Regions from separate parts of the Mus musculus genome. Here region 2 is linked to region 1. Evidence: chromatin contacts called from public Hi-C data. All regions are on one chromosome and are shown on one strand. The core of a region is the stretch at or near the end of the contact, and the rest is flanking DNA. Distances in the headings are between cores, read along the strand shown. Region 1 has its middle 39 kb from the start of Gm11415. Region 2 has its middle 26 kb from the start of Gm33597.

The links. A called contact is a pair of places that touch in the nucleus more often than the background predicts.
Region 2: a contact with region 1 is called in a Hi-C map of uterus. The contact joins two enhancer-like sites. A contact is called at or near these places in 2 of 484 Hi-C or Micro-C datasets (adipose-derived mesenchymal stem cells and uterus).

Annotation. Positions count from the first base shown.
Region 1 is chr4:83,924,686-83,931,658 of GRCm38.p6, forward strand. No RefSeq gene overlaps it. Among named protein-coding and RNA genes, the nearest start is that of Gm11415, 39 kb to the left of the region's middle. Within about 2 kb of position 1,911, at least 15 of the 459 cell types and tissues checked have an H3K27ac peak or open chromatin away from gene starts, as enhancers often do. A contact at or near this core is called in uterus, where this site is marked.
Region 2 is chr4:84,242,936-84,250,180 of GRCm38.p6, forward strand. No RefSeq gene overlaps it. Among named protein-coding and RNA genes, the nearest start is that of Gm33597, 26 kb to the left of the region's middle. Within about 2 kb of position 4,921, at least 7 of the 459 cell types and tissues checked have an H3K27ac peak or open chromatin away from gene starts, as enhancers often do. A contact at or near this core is called in uterus, where this site is marked.

The sequences.
Region 1 (6,973 bases), core at 661-3,160:
CAGTCTTTGCATTTCATATCCTGAAGACTCTCCTCTCTGGTCAAGACTTCTGAGCCAGTGCACTGCATGCTCCTGAGATATTCCTGGGCCAAAAGCATTGTTGACATGGTGAACTGCCTCTGTGCTTTACAACCAGTTTTGAACTGGAAAGAGAGAATCGCTGAAATTTGCTTTTTTTGTCTAACACCATTTCCATCCTATCAAATGAATACAGAATAAACAGCAAAGTAATGAACCACTAGCCAAATACACAAAGCAAGAAAGGTGCCTTAAAGCTACACATAACACAACTACATCTACTATAAACCTATCCCAGTATCATATGACAAATTTCAACAATGGGAAAACCACAGTTAACTTTGTACCAACCTAATTGTATCATAGCACAAAGAGTGTTCAGAATCAAGGGAAGAAGTATCGGATTGCAACCATGCTTCATGCTTTAACATCTCAGCCTCAGTGAGGTAACACGTTTAAAAAAATCATTGAGGAAGATACTTTGAAAATGTCAGTTTATGAATGACAATGGCAATTGCCTACAAAGTGTTTCTGATTCCAGCAGGGGGCAGGAACCCTCGTTCCTGGCTTTGGTCTGTGAAAGTAGACTTTCGTTAGGACACTCTTCTATGGGGGAGGGAGCTGGACTCTGTGACCTTCACTCTTACCCATCCAGGACTCAGGGAGGGGAGATCTGAGCCTGGGAATACTGCTGACTCTTAGGTAACTCAGCTACGATTTTTTTCCCTCTTCTGCTTTTTAAATTAGTGTGAGCTAGCACGGCCTTAAGATTTGGTGCCTAGCTGAGACAGCAGAAAGTCACATGCATTAGTTAGGACACAGGCTAAACTGCTGTCCTGAAGACACTGAGAAATGCCACCTTGGAGATGAGATTGTTTATTCCTCTGTGGAGAGCATTTCCTGGCAGGCCTGCGGCACCTGGCAGGTAGGTGGCACTGCTCCATAAAGCCAGCAGACTTTCTTCCATTTTGCTCCATCAGCCCAGAGTGCTTATCTGAGGGTGCTTTTCACATCTGTATCCAGCCTGTGCAAGGGAAGGACAAACGGCTACTTTCTTTTATAACATCTGACCTAGAATGTGCACACATCACTTTCGCTGCTTGGAAATTGGTCACTTGGCCACTCTGGCACTGAGCAGCATGGGAACTGGGAAGTACTATTTCCAGCTGGACACCATTTTCTTCCTTCTTGGGTGTGCATGTACTTCTGAGGGTGTGTGAGAGAGTCGTTTTACCATCAGAAAGATTAGACTAGATGACAGAAGGAAATGGGCGGTATCTGCCATATTTTCCCAATCATAGGTCATTTGATACATGTGAGGGACACTGGACCCTCTCAAAACCTCTTTGTACCTCTGAGAACCTCTTGAAACCTCAACATCTCACCATCAAGAGAATTGTATAGCAGAAGTGTTGGGAGTAACAACCAAGATAAAGAGAGCAGGCCCGAGAGGCAGCCGTGAGCTCTTTGCTCTGCAACCCTTCCTCTGCATAGCCCAGAACCCCTGTTGGCACACACAGTCCGTGCAGACCATGGGTACAGAGCTGGAGGTAGCCAGCAGTTGGCCCAATTCTGCCTTTGGCTGCTGTTCCTGGAGTCCCCTTTCCTCCTCCTGCACCTCCCTCGTGGAGGAATTCTGTAGATTGATGACCTGTCACCTAGAAGATGGAGACAGACCCCAAATCCTGTGTTCTTAAAGGAGAGAATTAACGAGGCCTCCGAGTTGTCTTGGTGCCTGTTTCAGAATGGCCCGTGGCTGAGAGAGCCAGTGTCTGCGGGGCTTCGGGCGGTCAAGCTGCCCTGAATGTGACCTGTCAGGGGTTGTTTGTGATCTTTGTGCCCAGTGATGCAGGTCACAGGCAGTGTTCCTCCCAAGGATCTGATTGTTTGCAGTTGTGAAGTGCAGGAGCTTGGATCTGTCCGAGCAGAGGGTTAAATCATGGAGTGTTTTACAAGAGCGGCTATAGGGAATGCCGTGTTTTCTCCTTATATGGTTATTTTTCTCAGTCCAAAATCCCAGGGTGTATTTTACGTGGTTGAAATACACAAATGGAGTCACAGTCTTAGCCAAACATGCTATGTGGCTTTAAAATTAACAAGCCTCCCTCTACTTCTGTACCCTAAACACACCCTGGAGCAGCAGTTTCTGTTGAGACTGAGGAAAAGAAAGACTCTTGCCTTTTTAGCCACCAACAATATTTGCCTGGGATGAGCTTCTCTAATCCCACTGCTGCCTTCTGCATGAGGATATTTTTTCTGTGCAAGCGTCGGTGGGTCAAATCAAAGTGTCGCAGTTTTTTTTTTTTTTTTCCATTTTTTATTAGGTATTTAACTCATTTACATTTCCAATGCTATACCAAAAGTCCCCCATATCCACCCACCCCCACTCCCCTGCCCACCCACTCCCCCTTTTTGGCCCTGGTATTCCCCTGTACTGGGGCATATAAAGTTTGCAAGTCCAATGGGCCTCTCTTTCCAGTGATGGCCGACTAGGCCATCTTTTGATATATATGCAGCTAGAGTCAAGAGCTCCGGGGTACTGGTTAGCTCATAATGTTGTTCCACCTATAGGGTTGCAGATCCCTTTAGCTCCTTGGCTACTTTCTCTAGCACCTCCATTGGGAGCCCTATGATCCATCCATTAGCTGACTGTGAGCATCCACTTCTGTGTTTGCTGGGCCCCGGCATAGTCTCACAAGAGACAGCTACATCTGCGTCCTTTCAATAAAATCTTGCTAGTGTATGCAATGGTGTCAGCGTTTGGATGCTGATTATGGGGTGGATCCCTGGCTATGGCAGTCTCTACATGGTCCATCCTTTCATCTCAGCTCCAAACTCCGTCTCTGTAACTCCTTCCATGGGTGTTTTGTTCCCAAATCTAAGGAGGGGCATAGTGTCCACACTTCAGTCTTCATTCTCCTTGAGTTTCATGTGTTTAGCAAATTATATCTTATATCTTGGGTATCCTAGGTTTGGGGCTAATATCCACTTATCAGTGAATACATATTGTGTGAGTTTCTTTGTGAATGTGTTACCTCACTCAGGATGATGCCCTCCAGGTCCATCCATTTGGCTAGGAATTTCATAAATTCATTCTTTTTAATAGCTGAGTAGTACTCCATTGTGTAGATGTACCACATTTTCTGTATCCATTCCTCTGTTGAGGGGCATCTAGGTTCTTTCCAGCTTCTGGCTATTATAAATAAGGCTGCTATGAACATAGTGGAGCATGTGTCCTTCTTACCTGTTGGGGCATCTTCTGGATATATGCCCAGGAGAGGTATTGCTGGATCCTCCGGTAGTACTATGTCCAGTTTTCTGAGGAACCGCCAGACTGATTTCCAGAGTGGTTGTACAAGCCTGCACTCCCACCAACAATGGAGGAGTGTTCCTCTTTCTCCACATCCTCGCCAGCATCTGCTGTCTGGTCACTTGATCTTCGACAAGGGAGCTAAAACCATCCAGTGGAAGAAAGACAGCATTTTCAACAATTGGTGCTGGCACAACTGGTTGTTATCGTGTAGAAGAATGCGAATCGATCCATACTTATCTCCTTGTACTAAGGTCAAATCTAAGTGGATCAAGGAACTTCACATAAAACCAGAGACACTGAAACTTATAGAGGAGAAAGTGGGGAAAAGCCTTGAAGATATGGGCACAGGGGAAAAATTCCTGAACAGAACAGCAATGGCTTGTGCTGTAAGATCGAGAATCGACAAATGGGACCTAATGAAACTCCAAAGTTTCTGCAAGGCAAAAGACACCGTCAATAAGACAAAAAGACCACCAACAGATTGGGAAAGGATCTTTACCTATCCTAAATCAGATAGGGGACTAATATCCAACATATATAAAGAACTCAAGAAGGTGGACTTCAGAAAATCAAATAACCCCATTAAAAAATGGGGCTCAGAACTGAACAAAGAATTCTCACCTGAGGAATACCGAATGGCAGAGAAGCACTTGAAAAAATGTTCAACATCCTTAATCATCAGGGAAATGCAAATCAAAACAACCCTGAGATTCCACCTCACACCAGTCAGAATGGCTAAGATCAAAAGTGTCGCAGTTTTAATGAGTGGGTTCTGTGTGAGCGGCCAGCTTTGAGGCACACAGGTAGAATGGAGCGCAAACATCAAAATGCTAGGGGAGATGCGGAGTCCTTCCTCAGCAGATACTGGTAGGGTCAGGAGGAGGCACAAAGTGAGTGACCACTGGGCTTGCCACAGGTGTGAAGAGGAAGGGGGCTGTTGGGGTGCACACTGTACCGTTCAGGGCAGTTTGTGGGCGACGTGAGGAGATTGTGCCAGTTGAATTTTGCCAACTAGGTCAGGGAGAACAGGGAGGTGTTCTTGGTGGAATGAGAAAATCTTCAGGGGGGGGAAAATGCATAAATAAGCCATCTAAGATACTTTAGAAGATAGCAAAAAACCCCCGTGTCTAGAAATAAGTGGAAGAGAAGGAGCGTTATGGAGATATCAGGCTAAGGGACAGGGTAACTTTAGTGCATATCATTTAAGCCCAGAAAGCTAGGCTTGACTTAACTAAGTAGGATGAAGTTTGGCTTTTAAAATGAAAATGGCTGCTTCTCCTCCTCTTCCTGTTTCTTCTCTTTTTTGTTGTTTTATCAAACAGGGTCTCATGTAGTCCATCTAGTTTAGAACTTACTATGTAGTTGAGGCTGGCAGTGAACCGACCCTTCCACTTTTATGTCTCAACTCCTAGGAGTACAGACTTGGGCTAATATGCTCAGCCTCAAAAATGACTTCTTAGTTGAGGTCTAAGCCAGTCAAATACCAAGACTTGTCTCAAACAAAACAAAACAAAACATAACATAACTAAACTCAAAACAAAAAACCATGTCTCATTAACATTTCCATATTGGTGGTTTTCTGGGTGAGAAAGTGTATTACTGAGGTACAATATTTCTACATATTCTAGAACACATACCACACCGCAAACCCAGATTTTTCTGGCAAAGTTGACACATTTTCACTCTTCATGGACAGAGGGAGAAATGCATGGGGCAACTTGGGCTTGGAATGAGATCATTTTGAATGAGCTGGAATAAAAATACAAATGTGCATTTGAAGCCATTTTGGAGATAAACTGGTATGGAAATATGTGTCTTCAAAAACCTTTCCGCATCTTATTTAATGCCAGATAGAGCTGAGATTGCTGTGAGTAGCTGAAGAAACGGTTGACTTGCTAATGAGTATCCCAGGTGCACTCAGGTAGTTTGGGAGGACAGAGACTTTCTGGAAGCTGGAAGGATCCAGGTAATGTCTTCGGGACAGTGACCTGGCAGGAGGCAGACTCCAGTGAATTAGAGTCACAGACTGGGTCAAGCCCATCACAGGCTGGAAAATATGCAACGGGTGCAAGGAGACTGGGGATGGGGCAGGAAAGAGAAAGGCCTGTGTAGGCCTGGAGCCAAGGCGCTATCAAATTTATGACAGCTTGGTAGGCCATCAAGCATGGGGCACTTCTGGGCAGGCCTTCCTGGGTAGTGGTACTGAAGGGTGCAGGCTCTTGACCTCCAAGAAGCCCTGAGCAAGTCAGTTGATCTATCAGAACCGTAACTGCTTCCAGGGAAAATTAATCGAGGCAATCTGGAGAGCATGGAGCTCAGGCCTTGGGACAGAATCAAATTCAATAGTGATCATTGTATGGTTGTCACCAAGAACTACAACACAGTACAGAGTGAGTGATGTACAGAGACCTGCTTGCTCTACAGCTCGAAGTGACTCCAATGGGTCGTGAGGCCTAAGAACAAGAGGTTCCCAGGAAGCACACCATAGACAAGGAGTCACTTCAGCATTTTGAATACACATTCACTCTCCCATTTACCAGGTAAAACGGGAGGCTTCTTCTTTCTGCTACAGTCACACTACAGGTGAGCAAAATATATCACAGAAAAGGTGTCCACTGGTGGGTGTCCCCGTGTGAGCCTGGCAAGGACCACTTGATATTGCTGTGGTTTCCCCCTATTAAAAACCTCCTAAAATACACCGGGGGGGGGGGGTAGCAGGCTTTCAGGTTGCTTGTGCAGGTGTTGGGTGAGTGTTATACTAGGAAAAGGGAAGTGTGATGACCTAGCTCACTTTTGAGGCAGGATCTGCTTCCGGACATGTTGAGGCCACAGAAGAGTGAAGCTAGAAGCTAGAGAGATTGGAGATAAAGATGAGGTGCACATTGGGCTCTACAATTTTTTCCATTATCAAAATTATACAAATCAAAAAGTATGCAAATGTGAAAGGCAATTCCTTCTTGCCACTGGAGAATGAAACCATTGTTCTACACTCCCATACGATTATGAACACCATCAACTTGGGTTTTCTTAGTTTTTATATCTTGCATGACCCTATAGTTAATTCATGACTGTTCTTGGTACCACATTACTAGTGTTTATTTAGGATGTCATAAAAGCATCAGTAAATTGGTTTTTCAAGACAGTCACAGGCAGGAGTCAGCACTGATGTAGCAGTGTGGCCAGTCCTGAGGATGACCGCCTCTCTCTCTCCCTGCTCTGTTTGCCAGTGTTCTTCTGTAGTTACATTGGGCTGATTTTTACTCCCATATGTTATTGAACTATGTTTCTGATAAATAGGGCCTGGGGTCATAAAGTCCCAGTTCGTTATTTGTGTTGTATTGTTTTGAAACACACATCATTGGGCTCAGCACTAAAGGGGCCACATGAACCTGTTCTTCAAAGACCAAGACAGGATCCATTTGAGGACAGACATTGCAATGGTAGAGATGCCTGGATATCAGGCATGTCTCTGTTCCTGCCTTCTCCTTTCTTGGAACATTTCTCTAATTATATTTGTATTACCTAAGTCATCAAGGTTTCTCTTATGTGAATCCGAGGATGATTTCAAGAAACCAAAGCACTGTCTCTTATGATGGCACCATTAGAAAGAGCCAAGGTCTTGCTTGAGTTTTGAAGAATACT
Region 2 (7,245 bases), core at 3,671-6,170, 320 kb after region 1:
GGCTAAATGAGAAGATACATAAGTTTCCTGTTCCTATGGGGACATATTACCATAGACTCCGTGCTAAAGCAACATAAATGTATCATTTCTACCTTCTTCAGGTCAGATGTCCCACAAGTTCTACTAAAAGAAATCAAGATGTTGACAGGACTTCATTACCTGAAACTCTGGGTGGAAATCTGCTTCGAGGCCCATTCAGGTCACTGGCAGAATTCAGGGTCATCCATTTCTAAAACAAGTATCTGAGCCTTTGGCGACATTTAGCCAAAGTTCCCCCTAATTCAGTAGTTCTTTACCTTCTTAATACTGGAACCTTTTAATACAGTTTCTCATGTGATGGTGATCCCCAGCTATGAGGTTATTTCTGTTGTTTACCTTATAACTGTATATATAATGTCATAACTGCTATGAGTCATAATGTGAATATCTGTGTTTTTCCTTGATCTTTTAGGAGTCACAACGCACAGATTGAGAACTGCTGATCTAGAAGATAAAGTGGAGACATTAGCAACATGGTCAGCATGATGATGCCAAACACCCAGCTCTACCCTCCTCTCTGCCCATTGCTGTAGTCCCTCTCTGACATTACCTTTGTCCACAGTGTTGTGTCAGAAAGAACTGGGCAGGGATCTGTCCACAGTTGGGAAGTCAGCCCTTTTACTAAGAAAGCAAGCATTACCCCAAGCAGACAAATGTGAGTTCGAATCAACTCTCTCACAGCTTAAGTGTGCCATTCACATACTAAAACAAGTGCTTTGTGTGTACAACTTAATCGATATTTACAAGTAAACTAGCTTTTATTACTGTTGTTCCAACTTCAAGAACAAAGTTCATTACATCAACCAGTGTTTCTGAGTTGATGGGTTAAAGCAAGTTAATTTGCTTGGTCACCAAAGCTGCAAGAGAAGCTGGGAGATGAGTTGTCTGTGAAGGTGGAGCTTCCCAAGGACCCAGAGTATGCAGGGTTTCCCAAGTGTCTTCTAGGATAGTTAGAGGTTCCATGATTCCTTGCTTTTTCTGGGTATTCCCTTTGATATTAGCTCTCCAACCAAAAGAGCACACTGCACCAGTCTGAACACAGAAGCATGCAAATCTAGTTATCTCCTGTTAAGCCAGACAGTGAGGAGATTTGCAAAAGTGTCAAATGGTATCTCTCTTATTTTTTGAAAACATAGATGTTTTCCAGAAAATGTGTTATTTATGCTACCATGTAATGGATTTTTTATTGTTAATTTTAAATAATATAAATATGTTTTAGATTTGCATATTTAACCTATCTGTGTAAACATCAATAAATATAACCCTTATAAACAAAAGCTCTTTGGTGTCTTTAACAATATTTAAAAGTAAAAAGAAGACCTGAGACATCGTTTTTCATTGAAAATCAAATCAAATCTCAGCCAGCTATAACATTTGGGGAAGAATCAAGCCCATCAGCTTTTTTCTTTTTCTTTTCTTAAATTGGATATTTTATTTATTTACATTTCAAATGTTATCATCCCCTTTCCCAGTTTCCCATTCGCAAACCCCCTATTCCATCACCCTTTCCCCTGCTTCTATGAGGGTGCTCCCCCACCCACCCACTCCCACCTCACCACCCATCAGCTTTTTAATAAGAAAGTGTGGGTATTTTTCTGAAAACATCACTACATTGTTTTCAATGTAGTATCTGTTACTCTTTTTTGCACTCTACCAAGAGAGGTTAAAAGCTTGTGACAAAGAGTACAAGAACACAAAACACATTTACTAACTGGCCTTTTAGTGAGGAAAAAGAAAAAAAAACAACAAATAACAGCCTCAATTTAGACACACTTGTTTCACCGCCCAGGACTTGACACTTGTCATCTTAGGGGAAAAATACCAGGTCTCTTTTAAGCATGAGGAAGACAGATCTAACCTCTGACCTGCAAAGCTTGTTTACAAGTAGGGAGTTCAGGGTAAAGTCATAAACTTAAGTTTAGTCATAAACAGTTGCTATTGTGTCCCCAGCAGCTAGGACAGGGCCTTCCATGATATCTACTGTAGGTACTCCATAAGTAATGATTGAATATATAAGCAAATGAGGAAGCTATTGTGTGTTCCGTTGTTCAGCCTAAGCGGATCCTGTGCCTCCTTTCTCTCATTAATGAACATCTTTGGAATTATCTAAGGATGCATGATTCTTGTCCCCGGGAGTTTGATCTGGTAATCAGTGAGTTCTCTTCCTGTTCCAGCACTCATAGTTTGCTAGCAAGCATCAGTCTCTATGAACTCTTCACCATGGGCTTGCTCCCACCAGGCCTCCTGCCAGAGGGACTTCTTAACCCAAGGAAGCAGTCTTTGCCACATCCTACTTCTATGATGGGGGTGGTGGGCAGATTATGCTTAAAACATATTGGTCCAAGCATGTCTTGTTTTGCCCAGGGTTGCTAGTCAAACTGTTTGACAATCAACTGGGTCACCATTGCATGGAAATTAGCCACAAACAAGCACATGGCTGTACTCAGGCACCTAAGCTAAAGGGCACTCATGTCTGGCCTGCTTGCTGGCATTGGGGAGGGGCTTTCTGCATTCTTATTTTGGGAATAAATAAGAATAATCACATTATATGCCACCTTTCCATACTTTAGTGTAGTTCATTCATTACAAAAGATTCTTCTGTAGATCACACATCCTACGGTCCCATTCCGATGAGGCCTTTGGAGAAGGTATAAAGGATGAAGGACAGGACAGGAAGCCTGCCTATGCTACAGAACCATCCTCCTTATATACACCGTGTATTGAGTGGGTGAAGAAGATACATGCTTCTCTCTCCCTGAGCTTCCTGCAAAGCATTTGTGGTGATACCTGAAAGCCACAGTCACAGAGCAGCAGGGACACAAGAATGAGCAGCTCATTCATTCACTTGGTGAGTGTTTCCTGAGTGCTACTCACAGTAAGGGGCTGTGATGTACAAGGATTTAGAGAAGAAGGAAATAAAACCCCATTCCATTGATGCTGAGAGCTTATTGCTCTGTGAAAGATAGAAGCCTGTAAGTGGACAACTCCAGTAGATCCAAGTGTGGGTAGTGCGTGCTGAGCAGGAGCCAGAGGAAACACTGGGAAGGGCTCCAACGTTCTGCAAGCTAGGTCAGGGCAGGCTTTGTCTGGATGCAGCATCCAGCTCAAGTCTCCAAGTCAACCAGGTAAGGTTTCCTAAGAATAGGAAGGAAGCTGGGAGCTTAGGAAAGTGTGCAAACTCCGTGGTGGAGCAAAGAGCTCGGACAGTGAGATACTGTAAATAGCATCAATATGACTGAAAGGCAGGGCGCAAAATGGAGAGATTAAGATGGATCAATTACCCTCTTTTGTAAACACCAGTAAGGAGCTTTATACTTTATCCTAAGGGAGACCCAGTGACAATTGTTTTTTTAAGCAAAAAAAAAAAAATGACCAGAGAAGATGAGCATTCTAAAATATCTGCGGAGACCAACATGGTTCTAAGAGTCTAGCTCAGGACTGTAAGAAGATAAGTCAAGGGTTCAACCATTTCTGGCTAAGAATCCCAGGGCATCTGATAGTGTCTTCTAGTTGTTGAAAGACAGTCCTCCATGGGGCTCAGCTTTCTTAATCAGCCCTTCCAGAGCTAAGGAGATCTGACTTCCAGAATCTCTTGGAGTTGGGTAAGACAACAGAAATACCAAAGGGGACTAGTTACAGGACCCCCAAAGAACCTCAAATTGAATCTATATATAATGTTGATTTTTCAAATAACTTATGCCCATCCATCCTCACTCTACACTTTCAGCATCTCTAGGTTATTTCTCCTACTCCCTAAAAACCACAGGAATGCTACACACACAGTTATTTTGTTATTCTACCATGTTATTCAGGAAATACAGATGAAAACCATCTACTGATGTTTTTCAGAGACATTTGATTGACTGATTTTATAAATACTTTGTGTATTTCGTTGAATGCATAGCTAAAGACAGTCAAGTGGTATTCTCATCACCGTAGGGATGCGCACATAGAAACAGGAATCTGCACCTAGAAAGCAGTAGAGCTCGGCCGGGAACCCTATCCACCAGGTTCTAGAGCCCTGCTCTCAGCTGCCTGGCCATGCTAAGGGGGCCATGCTCCAGTGCAGGACTGGAGCTGCTTTTCTATGCTAGATTCTAATGATAATAATAATAATAATAATAATAATAGAAATAAAGTTCCTTGACTCCGTGTTTTCCTCTTGTAAGGAATTCTGAACTTTAGAACCCCCTTGCCTGTGGTTTGAAATGGCACTGACTTCCTTGGTCAAGTAATTCGTTTTGAGAATTTCTATGGGAAACTCTATCTAAATATATAATATTATTGTTGGTTATTTGTATCCAAATATGGACTTCTAAGCAATGAGTTAGAAATGAGCAAATAACCGGACATCCAAGTATTTCTTCCATGATTCTCTCTGGTGTTGGGCCATTTGCATGGCCCATGTGGACCTTTGTAGAAGAAAATGTACTAAGGAGGCAGGACCCAGATGCCTCTGTATCCAGAGTCAGGTCTTTGGAGCTAACTGCCATCTCCAAGTTAGAGTCTTTCCAGAAATAGCCAGTGGCCCCAAGTGGGGCCTCCTCCTCTCTTCCTGAAGCTCACAGTTGAACTCCAGGCCAGCTCCTTGAAGGCTGGCCTGGTGTTAATTATGATGCAATCCCCCAGCCATGCAGCCTCAGCAACAATTTCAGGAGTCAGGGTCCATGTGCAAGGCCATTAACACTAAACATGTTTTAATCCATAATTGTGTGAGATTTATTTAATTTAGGGGCTTTATTTATAGTTCGATCGGAATTGTAATGTATTTTCAGCTCTTCGCACGGGGATCTGTCAATTTTTACGGCATCTTTTAATTGTGTTCTTCTAGGCCAGGTGCAAGCAGTTTTCCAAAGCAGGCTGATCAGAGAAGGCCCCCTGTCATGTGGCACAGTGAGGGAGGGGTGCTGGCCTCACACAGACATGACTCTATGGCATTATGGGGTAGGGAGTACTGAACCCAGAGCTGATGTGTCAGAATGAACTGCCCCAAATCCCTCTCCTCATATCTTTCTGTCCCTTTGTTTACTCCTTTGTCCATTTAACAAACATTTACTGAAAGCCGGGTCTATATCAGGCTCTGTGCTGAGGAGACAAACACGAAAGCTGGCGGAAAAAGTGGCCAGCCTTTCAGGGGTTTTTGGTATCACAGAGAAAGGTAATTTGGAGAGATAGTTGCTACAACTTGCTGAGCATCTAGTCAGTACCGGAAAATAGCATTAGAAGATACAGTAGCGTTAATAGGGAAAGGACCCAAGATATAAGATACAATTTCCTAAACACATGAAACTCAAGAAAAATGAAGACTGAAGTGTGGACACTATGCCCCTCCTTAGAAGTGGGAACAAAACACCCTTGGAAGGAGGTACAGAGACAAAGTTTGGAGCTGAGATAAAAAGATGGACCATGTAGAGACTGCCATACCCGGGGATCCATCCCATAATCAGCTTCCAAATGCTGACACCATTGCATACACTAGCAAGATTATGCTGAAAGGACCCTGATATAGCTGTCTCTTGTCAGAGTATGCCTGGGCCTAGCAAACATAGAAGTGGATGCTCACAGTCGGCTATTGGATGGATCACATGGCCCCCAATGAAGGAGCTAGAGAAAGTACCCAAGAAGCTAAAGGGATCTGTAACCCTATAGGTGGAACAACATTATGAACTAACCAGTACCCCGGAGCTCTTGACTCTAGCTGCATATGTATCAAAAGATGGCCTAGTCGGCCATCACTGGAAAGAGAGGCCCATTGGACACGCAAACTTTATATGCCCCAGTACAGGGGAATGCCAGGGCCAAAAAGGGGGAGTGGGTGGGTAGGGGAGTGGGGGTGGGTGGGTATGGGGGACTTTTGGTATAGCATTGGAAATGTAAATGAGCTAAATACCTAATAAAAAATGGAAAAAAAAAGAAGATACAGTAGCACCAGAGTGCTCATGGATCCTTGGAATTTGGTTTAAACTAATTCATGTAAAATGACTCAAGTCTGGCTACAAGCTGTATGTAGACAGCAAGCCGGTCAGTGCAGTAATTTGGTCTACATGCCTACTGATCTGATGATAGCTTTCTGATTGATGGTGAGGAATGTTTTAGTTCACGATGAACATTTCTTCTCCTTATTACTTCTTGAGTGTTGATGATTTTTCAGACTCCATGAGGGTACTTTGAGAAGCCTTCTTGCATCTTTAAGCACTTAAGTGTGTTTCCCCCATGGTATTTCCTCCCAGATCATATACTGCCATAGGCTACAAGTCTTGGCATAAAGACACCAGAAATTGAGGTAAGAGCAGAGTACAGAGACTGAAAGGTGGTCCTGCCAGCTGGGAACAGGCATTGGAGAGAGGGTCATTCAGATATGGCTGGAGGAAGGTATCACCCAACACTGCTACAAGCAAGGTGCTCATGAAGTCACAGGGCGCTGGTCATGCAGTTCAGTACTGCTGGGGACCAGAACAATTCCAAGCATGTCATTAATAAATAGCAAATGGATAAAAAAAATCAGACATGGAAAAAGAAGACATCAGGAATAAGACTTCATTGATTAAAAGAACTAACATTGTTTGGCTAGGGAACACAGAGAAACCCGTTATCTGAACCCTACCAGCAGCACTGAGCTCATGACTTTAGTTAGTAAATCCACAGAGAGGTGCTAAGTAAGATCATTCACCTCACAGAGGACACATGGGGGGGGGTGGATTTAAATAACACAAAGTCCTCAGTTATGAGAGCTAAGAAAAGAAAGCTATACGATGCTCCTGGCAGAAAAGCTACTTTCTTCTAGGTTTTAGACAAAGCCCAGCATGCAGAGTGGGAATGGCTAAGAGCAGCAAAGCATTGCCCCAGAAGGGATTCTTCAAATGTTAAGTTATGATGATGATTTGATTTTTCAGGTTTATAGGAGAATAGCTTCTGGGTTCAGGGAAGTCTAGATAGTCAAATTGAATACAGGGAGCTCTGTGGGTGGTCACCATGCCCTGATGGCAGCCCTGCATGCATTTAACCATTTTTGTTTGGCTTCCCAGGTTTGCCCTGTGTCTGTTCCTTCAGCCTTTCTTAGAAAACCAGTTAGGAAGGGTTCATGAAGCCACATGGGAGGCCCGAAGGCCATGGGAAAAGGTTCCATGGACAGTGTCTCCTGATGAAAGAGGCAGTCACTTTAACTTGGGTGACAAAGCTCAGACCCCAGAGATGCTCTGATCTCTA